Regions from separate parts of the Mus musculus genome. Here all the other regions are linked to region 1. A link is a contact called in public Hi-C, HiChIP or PLAC-seq and promoter capture Hi-C data. All regions are on one chromosome and are shown on one strand. The core of a region is the stretch at or near the end of the contact, and the rest is flanking DNA. Distances in the headings are between cores, read along the strand shown.

The links. Promoter capture Hi-C pulls out the DNA fragments that hold promoters and counts their contacts. A called contact is a pair of places that touch in the nucleus more often than the background predicts. HiChIP or PLAC-seq counts read pairs in DNA pulled down with a chosen protein or histone mark.
Region 2: a Hi-C map of LSK cells shows a contact between it and region 1, with 4 times the contacts expected there. The contact joins the promoter of Hsd17b7 here to the promoter of Pbx1 in region 1. A contact is called at or near these places in 3 of 39 promoter capture datasets (embryonic stem cells, liver and pre-B cells), 2 of 484 Hi-C or Micro-C datasets (LSK cells and macrophages) and 1 of 9 other capture datasets (adipose tissue).
Region 3: a contact with region 1 is called in a promoter capture Hi-C map of hippocampal neurons, with 16 times the contacts expected there. The contact joins the promoter of Ccdc190 here to the promoter of Pbx1 in region 1. A contact is called at or near these places in 3 of 39 promoter capture datasets (embryonic stem cells, hippocampal neurons and pre-B cells), 3 of 484 Hi-C or Micro-C datasets (cerebral cortex and cortical neurons), 6 of 115 datasets of contacts at active chromatin or transcription factors (the NIH/3T3 cell line, astrocytes, embryonic stem cells and 2 more) and 2 of 9 other capture datasets (adipose tissue and embryonic stem cells).
Region 4: a contact with region 1 is called in a Hi-C map of LSK cells, with 9 times the contacts expected there. The contact joins the promoter of Uap1 here to the promoter of Pbx1 in region 1. A contact is called at or near these places in 5 of 39 promoter capture datasets (embryonic stem cells, hippocampal neurons, liver and 2 more), 2 of 484 Hi-C or Micro-C datasets (LSK cells and pro-B cells) and 1 of 115 datasets of contacts at active chromatin or transcription factors (pro-B cells).
Region 5: an H3K4me3 HiChIP or PLAC-seq map of neural progenitor cells shows a contact between it and region 1, with 11 times the contacts expected there. The contact joins the enhancer-like site here to the promoter of Pbx1 in region 1. A contact is called at or near these places in 6 of 39 promoter capture datasets (embryonic stem cells, liver, maxillary cranial neural crest and 2 more) and 9 of 115 datasets of contacts at active chromatin or transcription factors (SST interneurons, bone marrow-derived macrophages, craniofacial prominence and 5 more).

What each region holds. Positions count from the first base shown.
Region 1 is chr1:168,430,752-168,433,451 of GRCm38.p6, forward strand. It overlaps Pbx1 (pre B cell leukemia homeobox 1), which reads right to left and starts at 1,418. Exons shown (of 9, transcript NM_183355.3): 1 at 563-1,418. The coding sequence starts at 753.
Region 2 is chr1:169,967,942-169,970,641 of GRCm38.p6, forward strand. Hsd17b7 (hydroxysteroid (17-beta) dehydrogenase 7) reads right to left here and starts at 1,264. Exons shown (of 9, transcript NM_010476.3): 1 at 1,157-1,264. The coding sequence starts at 1,191. 3110045C21Rik (RIKEN cDNA 3110045C21 gene) reads left to right here and starts at 1,468. Exons shown (of 3, transcript NR_040438.1): 1 at 1,468-1,634; 2 at 2,509-2,700.
Region 3 is chr1:169,927,548-169,930,247 of GRCm38.p6, forward strand. Ccdc190 (coiled-coil domain containing 190) reads left to right here and starts at 1,392. Exons shown (of 4, transcript NM_001033185.2): 1 at 1,392-1,456; 2 at 2,372-2,613. The coding sequence starts at 2,427. Gm39699 (a long non-coding RNA gene) reads left to right here. Exons shown (of 3, transcript XR_865723.1): 2 at 274-482; 3 at 763-1,041.
Region 4 is chr1:170,173,620-170,176,319 of GRCm38.p6, forward strand. It overlaps Uap1 (UDP-N-acetylglucosamine pyrophosphorylase 1), which reads right to left and starts at 1,345. Exons shown (of 11, transcript NM_001305045.1): 1 at 1,131-1,345.
Region 5 is chr1:169,484,231-169,486,930 of GRCm38.p6, forward strand. No RefSeq gene overlaps it. Among named protein-coding and RNA genes, the nearest start is that of Gm34535, 23 kb to the left of the region's middle. Within about 2 kb of position 1,256, at least 49 of the 459 cell types and tissues checked have an H3K27ac peak or open chromatin away from gene starts, as enhancers often do. A contact at or near this core is called in SST interneurons, neural progenitor cells and stem cell-derived neural progenitor cells, where this site is marked.

The DNA of each region.
Region 1 (2,700 bases), core at 168-2,667:
AAGACCAAATAATTATTATTATTATTATTATTATTATTACGGAAGGGTAAGTGAAGAAGAAAAAAAAATCAAACTTGCTGAATTAGCTTAGGAGTCAGCGGGATCTGCAAATAAAGTGTTCTTGGGACATTTTTTTTTATTTTGTCATGTTCCGAAGTCCCTCAACTACCGAAGGCATGGAATGCGGCTCGGAACTTGACAATTCTGCCTCCTTCATACACTTTTTTAAAGCTGTAAAAAAGTGCCGAGGGCCGCTTTCGGATTAGTTGGCAGTATTTTCGGCGTGGCTGCGTGTTTTTGTGCATTCATACAAATACCTCTAACAGACACACTCGCACAACATCTATCTACACACAGCCATATCTCAGCACGGGCGATCACACTTTCGATAACAACGCTTCTTTAAATTTTACTCCTCCGCCATAGAGTTGTTTGTCAAAATGAGAAAAGAAACAACATTTTAGAAGAAAGCGCTGTGGTGATTCGGTTCCCATTGTTTCCCCCTGCGAGAGGGAGGGAAAAAAAAAAAAACAAGAAAGGCAAAGAAAAGCCTCCATCTCACCTGGCCTGCGCTTCATCCAAACTCTGGTCTGTGATGGTCATAATTTGCTGTAAAATGTCCCCGATGTCCTGCTTCCTCCCGCCCTCCCCCTCGGTCCCTCCGGCCCCATCCTGCAAGTGCTGGGACAGGCCGGGGTGTCCGGCCATCCCGACCCCAGCGTGGGAATGCATCAGCCTCGGCTGCTCGTCCATCTCTGAAGGCTCCGGCAGCCCCGGCTCTTCCTCTTCGGCTCCTCGGATCGGCGCCTGGGAAGCACCGAGGCTTTTTATCCTTCAAGCTGTCTTCAAATCCTTTTCAGGATAAACAGGGACCAGGGTTTTAAAAAAAGAAGAAGAAGACCAAAAGGGGAAAAAAAAAATCTCTTTGCCTCTTTAGAGGATGGTGGGAGGATGGGGAGGGGGAGGGGGGCGTGAAGGGGTTGCGGGGTGAGGGTGGGGATAAGGGCTGGTGGGGAAGGGTGTTGACTCCAAAAAAGCAAGAAAAATAAACCACCTTCCCACTTGGCGAAAAGAAATCAGAGCCGCCTTTGGGTTTTTCAGTCCGATCTCCTTTGCAAGGCAGAAATGGGCTCCCGGCGCTTAAATCTGTGGCTTAATCCTTTTGCAAATATGCATTGATCGGGAGAAAGGAGAGGAAGGCAGGGGGATTGCAATGCAAACTTTCCCCCCCACCCCCCGCTGCCCCCCACCCCCACTCCGGGCCAGAGTGATCTCAAAGGGGGTGGGCTGTAGCAGAAGCCAGATCACCCCCAGCCGTGGCGGCAGGCAAAGCCCAAGCTCTTTCCTCCTCCGTGTCTCTGCAAACTCCAGCAGCCCCGTCAGCCTCCTGCTTTTGTTTAGCCCAGGCTCAGGACTCCAGAAACATATACAGAAAAACCACAGCCTGAGAGGAGGAGGAGGAGGAGGAGGAGAAGGAGGAGGAGGAGGTGGAGGAGGAGAAGGAGGAGGAGGAGGAGAAGGAGGAGGAGGAGGAGAAGGAGGAGAGGGGAGGGGGCCGAGGGAAGGGGGGAGGGAGCGGAGAGGCCAGGAGGCGGGGGTCAGAGGAGGGAGGAGGGCTCTTGAGCCCCGCCCCCTTCTATGATTGGCTAGTCCTGAAAGTGGGCTCCTCCTCCCCCTACTTTCCACCCAGCGTCTCCTCCTCGGCCTCCTTCAGCTCCTCCTAGCCCGGGAGTCTTGTCAATCAGAGTTCAGAGGTGGGCCGGGAAGGAGGCGGAGCTATGACCCAGTCTCCAGTTCTTAAAGGCGCAGAGAGACCTTAGCTTCAGCTCTTGTCTGCTTCTCTTAGGCTCCGTCCTTGAGGGAAACGTGGCTCCACTTAAACGCAAGACTGTAAAATTAACACGAAAGCACACAGACGGTGTGGATCCCTCCGCCCCACCCCTCGTTCGTCTACGCGGTGACGCTGCGGTAGTAAACTTGATTCTCTGAAATCCTTAGACCTCAGGGAAACTGTTGAAAGCAAAACTTTGTTATATGACGTAGTTAGTAAATAAAATCGGGCTGCTAAGATAATGAATAATAGATCAAAGTCTAGGTAGTGGATAATTTGCAAATCCTCAACTCTATGCCAGCAAAGAGAATATAAATTGTCATTTTTGTGGCATAAACAGTAGCTGAAGTGTGGACTTTGAGGAATAAAACTCGAGAAAAATACTAATAAATAAGTTTACCAAAAAAACCGAATTCAACATTTCTCTTCCCCCTGAGGGAAGTTGGTTATTTGGCTTAAACACTTAATAAGGGATTGCATTATCACAGTCTGGTTCTAGTTTTTAATATAGTCTAATAAGCATTAATAACAGGGAGAAGAAGGAAACTGACATTTATTGAATGCCTACTATGCACAAAGTAATTTACTTGAGTTATTGTATTTAATCCCCAAGACATCTCTGTGAATTATGGATTATTATTCTCATTTCACAGAGAGGAAACTCAAAAAGGTTAAAGAATTTGTTCAAAGTCCATAGTTATAAAGTATCAAAGCTAGAATTCATACCCAAGTTTGGGTGGATTCTTAGCAGGCCTCACACTTAACAGCTCCATGTGAATGTGGTAAAAGTTACTTGCATGTCTGTTGCTTGTCTAGCTTGCAAACAGACTTAAGACTTAGAAGAACAGATCTTAAAACAAGAAGGCTGG
Region 2 (2,700 bases), core at 14-2,513, 1.5 Mb after region 1:
GTTAAATCCCTGTCAACTACTAAGTCACAGCAGAATAGCCAAGAGTTTAAAAAAAAAAAAAGCCCTCAATACAAGTAGACAGAAAGCAGAATCAGCAAGCAGATAGAGCCGAAGACAAAGAAGCAGGAAAGAGCAGAGCTAGGAGGCTTCAGATGCACTGGGTCACAAAGAGTGATATGAAGGTCGCAGCAGATGGGGCCCACTGCTGGTAGCGAGGCCATTCTGGGTAACAGTAAGTTCTCATGCAGACTGCCAGCAAAGGGAGCTCCAAAGTGAGTCTGGAATCCACAGAATCTGGCGGCCCTGCCAGCAAAGTACCAAGCAGATACCGGCCTATTCATCCTTACTTTAAATACCAACTTTAGTATAAGTTGCACACACCACAGTATATCAAAATCACACCAATTCAGGTCTGACTTCTACAGGCACTTTCCACTCGAGAACGGCCAAAACCCAGCTGACCTAAAGGAGAGCGCACACTAACAAAAAGCCCAAGACAGACCCCTCCACTGGTTTAGTTAATATAGATGTGATTGGGTCACTGAAACAGGCTTAAGTGGCATTTAACAAATCCTGTATTAATTCCTCAAAAAATAGCAATGTAACCAATTGGGGGTAGGAGGGGAGTTGGTTGGGTCCATCCTCCACACATTCTTCATCAACAAATGATAAGTAGGTCAAGGGTCAAATGGGCAAGCCTGGAATAACTTTGCTGGCATCTGCATCAGGATAAGCCTTAGTTGCTAGACTGGTCGTTCTGTAGGTTCCTGGAAAGAGTATATGAAAACATGCTGCAGGAGTGAAATTTCCTCATTGTCCTAAAGTTCATGGATGCTGACATTTAAACACCCCGAGTGTTTAGGTTTAAAGTGAACTGTGGGCACCTACAATTAACTACTCTCGGAGACTGACGGTCCCTAGAGAACAACTGTCCAGCATCACTGCCAGGCTGACCAGTCACTGGCGGTTTAGCTTTCCTTTCCACTGTCATGTTTAATTCAAAGCGCCAGCCACCGAGCACCGAGCACCAAGCGAGGCAGGCATGACCACACCTCTTGGAAAGCCAGGGAACGGGGTCTCTGCGGACCCCATCGAAGTGAATCACCGACCTGCGCTTCCCCCCGCATAGACTCCGGGGTTCCATAGGAGGTCTCACCTGCTCGCCCCGGTGATCAAAACCACCTTCCGCATCTTCCACGCCCTGCACCGAAGTAGAACTGCACCGGGGTTCTCTTAGCCTGAACCTTGATCCGTGACCACGCGCACCTCGACCAATCAAGGCTCGGCCCGGCTCCACCTCTCCTGCGTCATCCGGTCCGCGCGTTAGGCCCGCCAATCGCGACTCGGCATCTTCTCTCCACGCCCAGACCGGGTGAGGTGAGATAGGCCGAGGGGCGGAGCCACGTGACACAAGGGTCCTATAGCCAATCCAGGCAGTCGCCGCCCCCAGTCTGCGGCGGGGGCTTTGTTCTGAGTGAAGCAAGCGGGCGGCAGAGCTGGAGGTTTCACAAGGCTGCTGGGAGAGGCTTCGGTGCAGGAACCCAAGTCCAAGTTTGCTTCTTAGGATGTGTAAAGCATGGTCTTTAAGAAAGAGAACCTGGATTTCATTGAATTGTATTTATGTCGAATCACGAGTAAGTTAGCAATTTCAAGCTCTGAATGTGGAATGAAACCAGAGAATCTCAGAACGCTAAAGGAATGCGTACTGTCATCTCCTTCAGACCTCTCAGGTCGCTGTAATGAGCTTTATTTTCTCACTCTCTCTGCCTCTCTCTCTCTCTCTCTCTCTCTCTCTCGCTCGCTCGCTCTTTTTTTTTTTTTTTTTTTGTCTCCAAGCCATCCCAGATGAGTACTTTGGAGGGAGCAGAACTAGGTAATCAGGGAGGGGCAAATGCATACATTAAAACTCCCTTTTTTTATTAAGTTCAATTCGCATAAAAATACCCTGCGCAGCTGTTATAATCGTTATCCCAGCTTTCGCTACTTACAGATGATTAATATTGAGTGAAAGGACTAATACTCATATGATTGAACAAACTATTCCTCTTTCAGAGCTGTAATTACTAGGGATAGCCGTGATCCTAAATGATAACGTCTTTTCTGGGCTTTAATCTATATGTTTTGATTAATGATACCAACAAACTGCTAAAACTTAAGAAAACTGGTTGATCATTTCAACTGTTCTTAAAAGACAGTAACTTAACAAATTTTCTAAAGCCTTGAAGTGGAAAAAAAAAAAAATCCCTGATCTTGAGATTCCATACCCAAATGATCCTTTTTAAACCCTGGAGTTCAGAAGTGGCAGCAAAAGAACAGAGAAAACTGTGTGGCTCTCCCAAAGAAAGCTCACTTTTTAAAAAGAAATTGGAGAGCCTGGTGGGTGGGTTGGGTGGCAGACAGGTGTGTCCACACTGCACCCTAGGGTAGCATGAAAATGGCCCACCAGAAAACTGTAAACTTAATTAACATATTATGACGTTTATTTTGAGTTGTTTTTTTTTTTTTAAGTTCTCTTGTGCAATTATTAGCATGAACTCTGTGCATGAAAGCAACATCAGGAGTCTGCCTGGGTCCGAGAGGAGTTCAGCCTTACTACAGCCTCAGATGAGAACAGGAGTGGGACCAGCTCTGAGTTAGATGAAACCCAGAAGACTTCAGAGAAAGTCCTCTATCACTTCCAGCCCAGCCCAGTAAGGGAAA
Region 3 (2,700 bases), core at 142-2,641, 1.5 Mb after region 1:
CTTAATTTGTAAAATAAAGGAGAGCTGATGATTGGGCAGATAAAAGGGAAGGTGGAGCAGAAGGTGAGGGAGAGAAGAAGGAGAAAATGGAAGAGGGAGAGGACACAGAGGAGGAGGAGGAAGAAGAAAAGCAGAGCAGAAGAACATGGCTTGGAGAAACTACAAGTTCTAAGGGGTCACATAGATGTGGAAGATGGTAGTGTAGGGGTTGATCTGCCCAATCTAGGTGCACAGCATGGATTCATATTAATTGAGTTGTGCTTTCATTGCCAGGGCATATTTGGGCTGGATATTTACCGCTTCATGGGGGCAACAAAGCTCTGTTGCTATGCACTTCACCAGGCCTGCCGATGGGGACTAGAGTGCCAGTTTCCCTTATGCGGCACCCCACTTTCTGTAGTAATTGTCTTGGAGATTGTGCCCTACTTGTTTAAATCCTGGAGAGGAAGAACTTGTGCATGGGAGAAGCACTGGCTGGGAAGGTATCATTTCCTACTTAGAGAACAATGACCCGCCCTCCCTCTCTCACCTCCCCAGTAATCTCTTTAGAATAGTTTGTTTGCCGGGTGGTGATTGTGGGTAGTAGGGGCTGCTTAGCTGCCTTTCATAAACTGGGATTACTGGGCCCCAGTGTTGGCAGCTGTCTTTAGACTGTGGAATCTTACTGCCTCTCATTCTCAGAAGGATCCCCAAGGAAACAGTTAGAGTCCCATCCAGTATCTTCGTCTATAACCCATAGCTCAACTCTATTCTCTGCTGCAGCTCTCCAAACGTGAAGACAAAAGTTGATTCAAAAATATATATCACTTCATCTCGTGCTGTGTCCAAGCCTTTGAAAATCTAAATAAACTTTGAAATGCACCGAACAAGGCTGGAAGACTGGAAACACCCAGCGTGGAGCGCAATAACGTAGAATAAGCAAATTCAATGCCTTTCTGTGCAAAATGTGCCCAGTCATGAATGGGAAGGCAGGGTGCTTTCTTTTGGTTTCCAAGAAGCCAGAAAAGGGGTGGGAGATGGGGCGGGAGGAGGGGCAGGGGCAGGGGAGGTAGAAGCGAAGCAGAGGGAGGTGGAAGAGAAGAGACTGGTTACAAACAGTGAGGGACTCTTGGCTTTCATTCTTGGCTCCCATGGACACGGCCTAGGAGCACCGCAGGCCTCCCTGGGGAGGGCTGGAAGTTGGCAAGCTTCCTTTATCCTCAAAACAAGTTAGAGATGTGGCCTCTTCAAGAGCAAATGGGACCCAAGGCTCGAGGAGTCGACGGCATTCCTAACCAGGGGTCGCAGGAGGAAAGGACAGAGCTTTCGAGTGTAACTAACCTTCTCCTGGCCCCGCCCCCTTCCAGCCCCCTTCCCCACCCTCACCCCCCTTTACACAGGCTCACACGCTTAGTGAAGAAAACAAGCTTGGAGCCAAAGAAACAAAGATTTTCCTGGTGAGGAGCTGGGTTTGCAGGTAAGTGCTACCCCCTGTATTTTTGGGTGAAGCTTTAATCTATACTTCAGAATCTAAATCAAACTGACTCGAATTCGGCTCTTAAATTAGAGCTGCCTTGTGTCTGGCCTTAGCCCCACCCCACCCCCTTTTTTGACATTTCAATTTTTTTTTCTTATTCACTTTACATTCCACTCACTGATCCCCCTTCCCTCTCACCTCCTCCCACAATCCTTCCTTCCTTACCCCCTTCTCCTCTGAGTGAGTAACCCCCTCCACCCTCTTCCCCCTACCCTGGCACTTCAAGTCTCTGAGAGGCTAAGCGCCTCCTCTCCCACTGAGGCATCCCAGCTGAAAGAGCACATCCCACATACAGGCAACACCTCTTGGGACAGTCCCCCGCTCCAGTTGTTTGGGACCCACATAAAAACCAAGCTGTACACCTGTTATATATGTGCAGAGTCCTGGTCCAGCCCATTTACGGTCTTTGATTGGCCGTTCAGTCTGGGAGAGTCTTGAGGGTGCAGGTTAGTTGATTCTGTTCATCTTCCTGTGGAGTTCTTATCACCTTAGTGGCTGTAAACCTTCCTCCTATTCTTCCATAAGAGTCCCCAAGCGCCATCCACTGCTTGGCTGTGGGTGGATGCCCTTCTTTAATGCTAATCTTTTCCTGAACTACTACCACCAATACCTAAGGGAGAGCACCTGACCTGACTGACCACTATCCCGCATGCATTCTGTGTTGTAGCCCTGAGGTGAGTATTGGCAGGGACTCTCGTTCCTTCCTGAGAGTGCTACTGGAGTTAAGAAGGTAGAGGTGTGGGTTTGGATGTGGAGACTTCATCTGACTAGGCAGTTTAAGATTTAATAAAATTAGATTTCAAACTAATCAGTGACCAATGACCAGAAGCCACCATGCTGACCTTGTTCTTTCAGGTTATCTGTGGTCCCTGGAGGACACTGGCTTTACTGTCACCCACGCGTGAGGAAGATGGACAGAAGCATGGTGAAGGGACCTCTGTATAAGCAGTTTGACTTGGAGAGAAAGAGTGCCAGGCAAGCAGAAGCCAGACTCAGCCTTAGACTGCAAAGGCTGGAGATCATCTGCCTCTATCACGTGAAATCGCTAGCCAGGGAGCAGAGACAGCTTCAGAAAGAACTGCAGCGCCTGCAGCAAGGTGAGGCTCTGTCATGAGTGGCAATGGGCCCCCACTTCCAGTCCTAAGGAGTAATTTACTGGGGGAGGTGGGGGAGGGCACAGCCCC
Region 4 (2,700 bases), core at 95-2,594, 1.7 Mb after region 1:
CCATTATCAAACATGCCTTTATTAGAATTTAAATGCCACATTAAGGACGTCCAGTATTTCCCAATTCCACCCCCACCTCTGCTGCTATATGTCCTCAGGGTGGGTTAGTAAATCGCTTTGGGGGGTGGGGGTGGGGTGGGGGGGACACATGGAGCCAGGCAGTGGCGGTACATATCTTTAAGGTAAATGGATCTCTGAATTCTGGGCCAGCCAGGTCTACAGAGTGAGTTCCAACAACCAAAGCTACACAGAGAAACCCTGTCTCGGAAACAAACAAACAAACAAACGAAACAGGAAAAAAGAGGGGAGGGGAGGGGCTGGGGTGGGGGTGGGGAGGAATGGTACTGAGACTGACTTGAGTCCTAACCACTAACTAACAGGACAGACTATGAAGTCTTTTCCCTCAGCCAAGTGAGTCAACTAATAACGAAATGGATAAATGCTTTTGGTTTGCTGCAAACTCTTGGATCCAAGCCCAGTGAACTTCACCTCCAAGTCCTTAAACTTGTGCCTCTCATAAATGCATGATCATTACCATCGGATATCAGATCTCATAGTATGCCGATGAAGGCCAGTCAGCCTTCACACCAAACTTTTAAAAAATCTTCTAGAGCATATGTGTGCTCTCAGCCTCACCGTTCCTCCAGTCCAACTGAGGGGAAAACCCTGAAATCTGAACCTCTCTCACTATCAGTATCAAGCGAAGGCAAGCGGGTCCTGTGCTAGTCACATCCCCCATTGGGATCCACTGTCCTGGTCGGAACTATCAATTCTTACCCTCGTGGGTTCAAAACACCCCAACGCGCTTTCCCAACAGTAACAGCGATCACTTATTCCCACCGGTGAACCCCAGAAGTGGCACAACTATGCCCGGGCCCTAGCCTGAAACCCTCCTGGCTCCTCTTCCCCCAACTCAAAAACAGCGCTGACAAGCGCCGGGAACTCCATCATCACCCAAGCCTCCTCCCTCAGGTCTCCCCCAAGACCCTCCGCGCGCGCATCCCCGCCCCGCCGCGACACAGCCCACGCCTCTCCGGAGCTCCGAGCAGCGGACGCCGAGCAAGGTGCGGCAACGCGTAGCCGGGTCCCCGCGCTAGGCATGGGAGCGCGCGCGTGAAGGGGGTCCCTACCTCCCTCGACAATCCCGCGGCTCCTTCGGCTCGGCTACTCGCCCGTGTCCCGCGCCCGCCTGGAATATATACTGTCATCCGAGGGGCCGGGGCGGCGGGGCGGGCCACGAGCAGCGGCCGAGGGGAGCGCGGGCCCCGGCCACCCGGCCCCTCCCGCCGCGGTGAGTGGCTGCGGCCCAGGGGCGGAGCGGAAGCCTGCCGGCCCGACACGTCAGCGACCGAGAACAGCCAAAGGGGCGGGCACCGGCGACAGGAAGGAGGAGCCTCTTTACGTCACTCAGACTCTTGCCCAATAGGATGGCCAAGGATCCTGTCAGTCTGTGGTACCGCCCCCCACGCACTAGCAGGGGCGGGGCCGGCTACGCGCGCGGCTTCGCGGGGAGGTGAGGCCAGGCGCCACCTTAAGGACAAACTGCAGGGCGGGTCCTCTCGGTCACCCGGGGCGGATCAGAGCGCCTGGTAGGGAGCGCGGCGCTGGCAGTGAGTCTTCAAGTGACGGATTTCCGAACGCCCACGGGTGTGGTTGGGAAAGACCCGCCGGTTTCTAGGCAGAGATCCCTCCAAGGCAGGCCTGTGACCTTAAGCTAGCTGATTTTGTCTCTAATTCTCCACATACCTGTTTGCCAGTGACCCGGGCTTCCTCTGCCATTGTCTTCGGAGTCTCTTGGGTGTCGACACAGCCGGGTTGCCTTTTGCACAGCGACTAGTGAACGAAATGCAATCAAAAGGGATTAGATGACCCGAGGCCATGCAAAATGTGCCAGTCAGGGAGAACCGGCCCAGAGAGCAAGAACTTAGCTAGGAGAGGAGAGCTAAAATTCAACTGTCCTGTTACAGCATAGGCAGCAGATGTGCATGTGCAGGCTATAATCTCAGTGTTATGAAGTTGCATTTATATTTAGAGCTATTATGTTGGGTTTTTGCAGGTTTTGAAACGAGAGTCCAATTTGTTGAGATGTCAAAAGCAACTAAATTTAACATATCAGGATGTTTTCCATCAGGTGGATAGGCTTCCTCATTTTACATTTTCAGTGTTTTCTTAGTCATTCTTGCGTATTCATTTTTAATCCAGACTTTACTATCAATTTATGTCATTTAGAAATATCATTTAACAAGGGGTATCATTTGTAAATAAAAACGTAGTTGCCCATCTGTTAAGGCACCTTTGTGGCTTTGAGAGATTAGATGGATAAACAGCTTGGTGGAACAGGATCAAGGAAGGACATGATATATTATTAGCAGTATTTGCTTGGCCTTAGCCTTGCATGCTCTCTGGAATCCTGTCAGAACGCCACGTCGCCTGAGAAGCTGTAAATGGCACCCACAGTGCTGTTGATAGTGGTAGGTGTGCCTTCCTGGAGCAAGACTAACAACACGGGTGTGTTCTCTAGTTTTCATACTTCCAGCTTGGAAAGTACCGAGTCTTAAGTGAAGAATTCAGAGCCTGCCCACAATGGGGTTGCCCAGAATCTCTTGACCTTCTTTATGTGTGCAAGTCCCTGGGGTAGAAGCATTCTCTTAGAAAGAAATTGGCGGCTACAGCAGTCAATAAAGAGCATATTGTCCAAAA
Region 5 (2,700 bases), core at 6-2,505, 1.1 Mb after region 1:
TAAAGAACCTATGAGCTGGAACAGCTGGGACAAGTAGAGTCAGAGCAAAAGGGTGGAAGGGAAGGGTGGGGGTGGAAGAAGGCTCTGCCAATTAATGCAAAGGCTCTAACACTTAATGTTTATGTTGAGTGGGAAAACCCCAACTCTCAGGAAGAGCTGTGTGAGCCTACACTTATTTCCTTCTCCAGCTGTCTGTGGTTTATATAATTACGAGAGGAGAAAAGCTGAAGGAGTAGGAAGACGTGATGTCTCCAGCTCCATTGGATGTCTGCATTTCACCTGGTAAGCAACAGCTAAAGTCTTTTCAAGGATTGTAGGGTCTCTTTTTTTCTTTCTTCCTTTCATTCTCTCGTTTTTATCTTTATTTTGTTGTTTGAGACAAAACCGCATGTAGCTGGCCTCAAAGTTAGTGTGTAGCCAAGGCTGGCCTTGAACTCCTGATCTTCCTGCCTCCACTTTGCAGGAGCAGGGATTCCAGATGTGTGCCACATGGCCAGCTTATGAAGCCCATCTTTAGAAACAGCATGGGATGCTTAAGAGGCAAAGGAGAAGGTGAAGACATGTGCCTGCAGCAGCCAGAGTTATGTCAGAACAAAGACCGAATTCAAGCTCTCCCGGGTGAGCCCCAGCTGGGGTCTCTTTCTTCACTATCCCAGCATGCTTAGGGTTGGGAAGTCACTAGATGAATGTCATTATCTTCTCAGTGGTTGTACAGAGTTGTATGTAGCATAAGCAGAGAGGAATAAGAAAATTTAATTTGCTAATTAACACACTTGGGCTGTCTGCAGCTACCCAGTCCAAGTGCAACAGGGCTTCTTTAAAGAATTAGAAAGTATAAGAAAATGACTTATGGAAATGAAAGTTTATTTCCAAAGTTTATTTCGATATATCAATTGGAGTCGCCATAGACATAGAATTTGGTAACTCACCTTCAATGCCTTCTCATTAAGAAGCTAGAGGGAAAAGCTTGGAGAGGCCAAGAGAGCAAAGTCTCTTCTGTAGAGGCAGCCAGATGTTTCCTCTTCTGCCGAGTCCTGTCTAATCTTAGCCACCTGCTCACTCGTTACGAGGCACAGGGACTCTTGCTTTCCCATTGCCTGCATAGAATGCTGATTCTGTACAACAGAGTCACTGTTACTCAGTTAAAATCGTCTTAGATCCATAAAAACCAGTTCATTGTATGTGAGCTTTCCTCCCTGAGTGTGTTCCAAGAGTGCCCCTCAGGACGTCTCTTCCTTCCAGTGCATTCTGCCAAATGCGTGCTAATTACCTCTCTCCCTAGGAAGAGCCTCTCTGTTTGTCTGTTTGGTGCCACAACTCAGACTTGCTGGATTGTGTCCATGCTCAGGCGACAGCGGGGCATTTAGCCATTCTCTCAAGAAGATGTGCTTATTGCAATTGGACTGGAAAATAAATTCCTCACACAGCATTGAAACACTCCTCAGTTTATTTTTTTCTTTCTTCCATGAATCATTCCCAAGCTCCTATTATGCGCCAGGCACCAGATTTGGCTCTGGGATTATAAGGCTCAACCAAAGACTTGGCTCCTGTGGAAGCTACTTACTCATTCAGCAAATCCAATAGTGGAGGACAATAGGAGGTGTGGTAAGTGGTATGTGATGACGTCACAGCCAGTCAGCATAGATGAGCATAGAGATGGCTTCTGGAGAAATCATACTTAAACTACAGAGTAGTGAGCAAGAAAGAAAACTGAGTGGAGTGTGTGTATGTATGTATGTATGTGTGTGTGTGTATATGTATGTATATATATACATGTATGTATGTATATATATATATATATACATATATATATATTTGTGTATGTGATGACATGTTTATGTGTGTGTATGTGTTTGTGTTGTATAAATGTATGCATATATTTGTGTGTGCATATGTATTGAGATATGTATATATATCATAAGATATATATGTGTACGTATATATCATAAGGAAAATAATAAAACTCAAAACTCAGATACATGGATATTTAAGGAGATTGTGGAGACCTAAGTGCATTCGACTTTTTGTCCCGTGACAGATAGTTGGGAGAAATAATTTAAAAGGGAGAAAGATCTATTCTGGCTCCAGTTTCAGTCCACCATGATCAGTGGCTGGGTAGCTTTTTCTATGGGAAAGCAGCAGGCATACATTCTGCAGGATACTGGTTTGAAGGCTGACCCCTGCTGTGACAGTACTCATCAAGATGCATTGCCCAGCAGAAACTAGCACCTTCCACTGACTACTTCTACTAAGCTCAGAGCATCTTTCTTCCCAGGGAGTGCATTCAGAGGAGGAGGTATCTGTCTTCAGCACCTGGTTCATTTGATATGAGATCTAAACTGAGTAATGGAAATCACTTTAATTCCTCCCAAGTCCTAGGCCTATTCTGTAAGCCATCCTGTGCTGAAGTTCAAGAACCCACATAACGGGTGGCTAACACTTCTTGTTTTAAGACGTTAAGCAACAAGTTAACCGCACATTTTATCTACTACAAAAAATGATTCTGAAGATTTTCCAGTTTCTTTCTAAATCAGGCTTGAGGGTGAGTTCCACCAGCTCTAAGGTTCACACACTGTGTCAGTGCTGAAGCCACACACACACTGGGGACAGGATTGTCCCCTAGCCCAGACCTTTTGAAACCTGGCTAGATCCCTCCCATCACTGGACAAATCCTTGTTACCAAGGAATGCCAGGGAACTT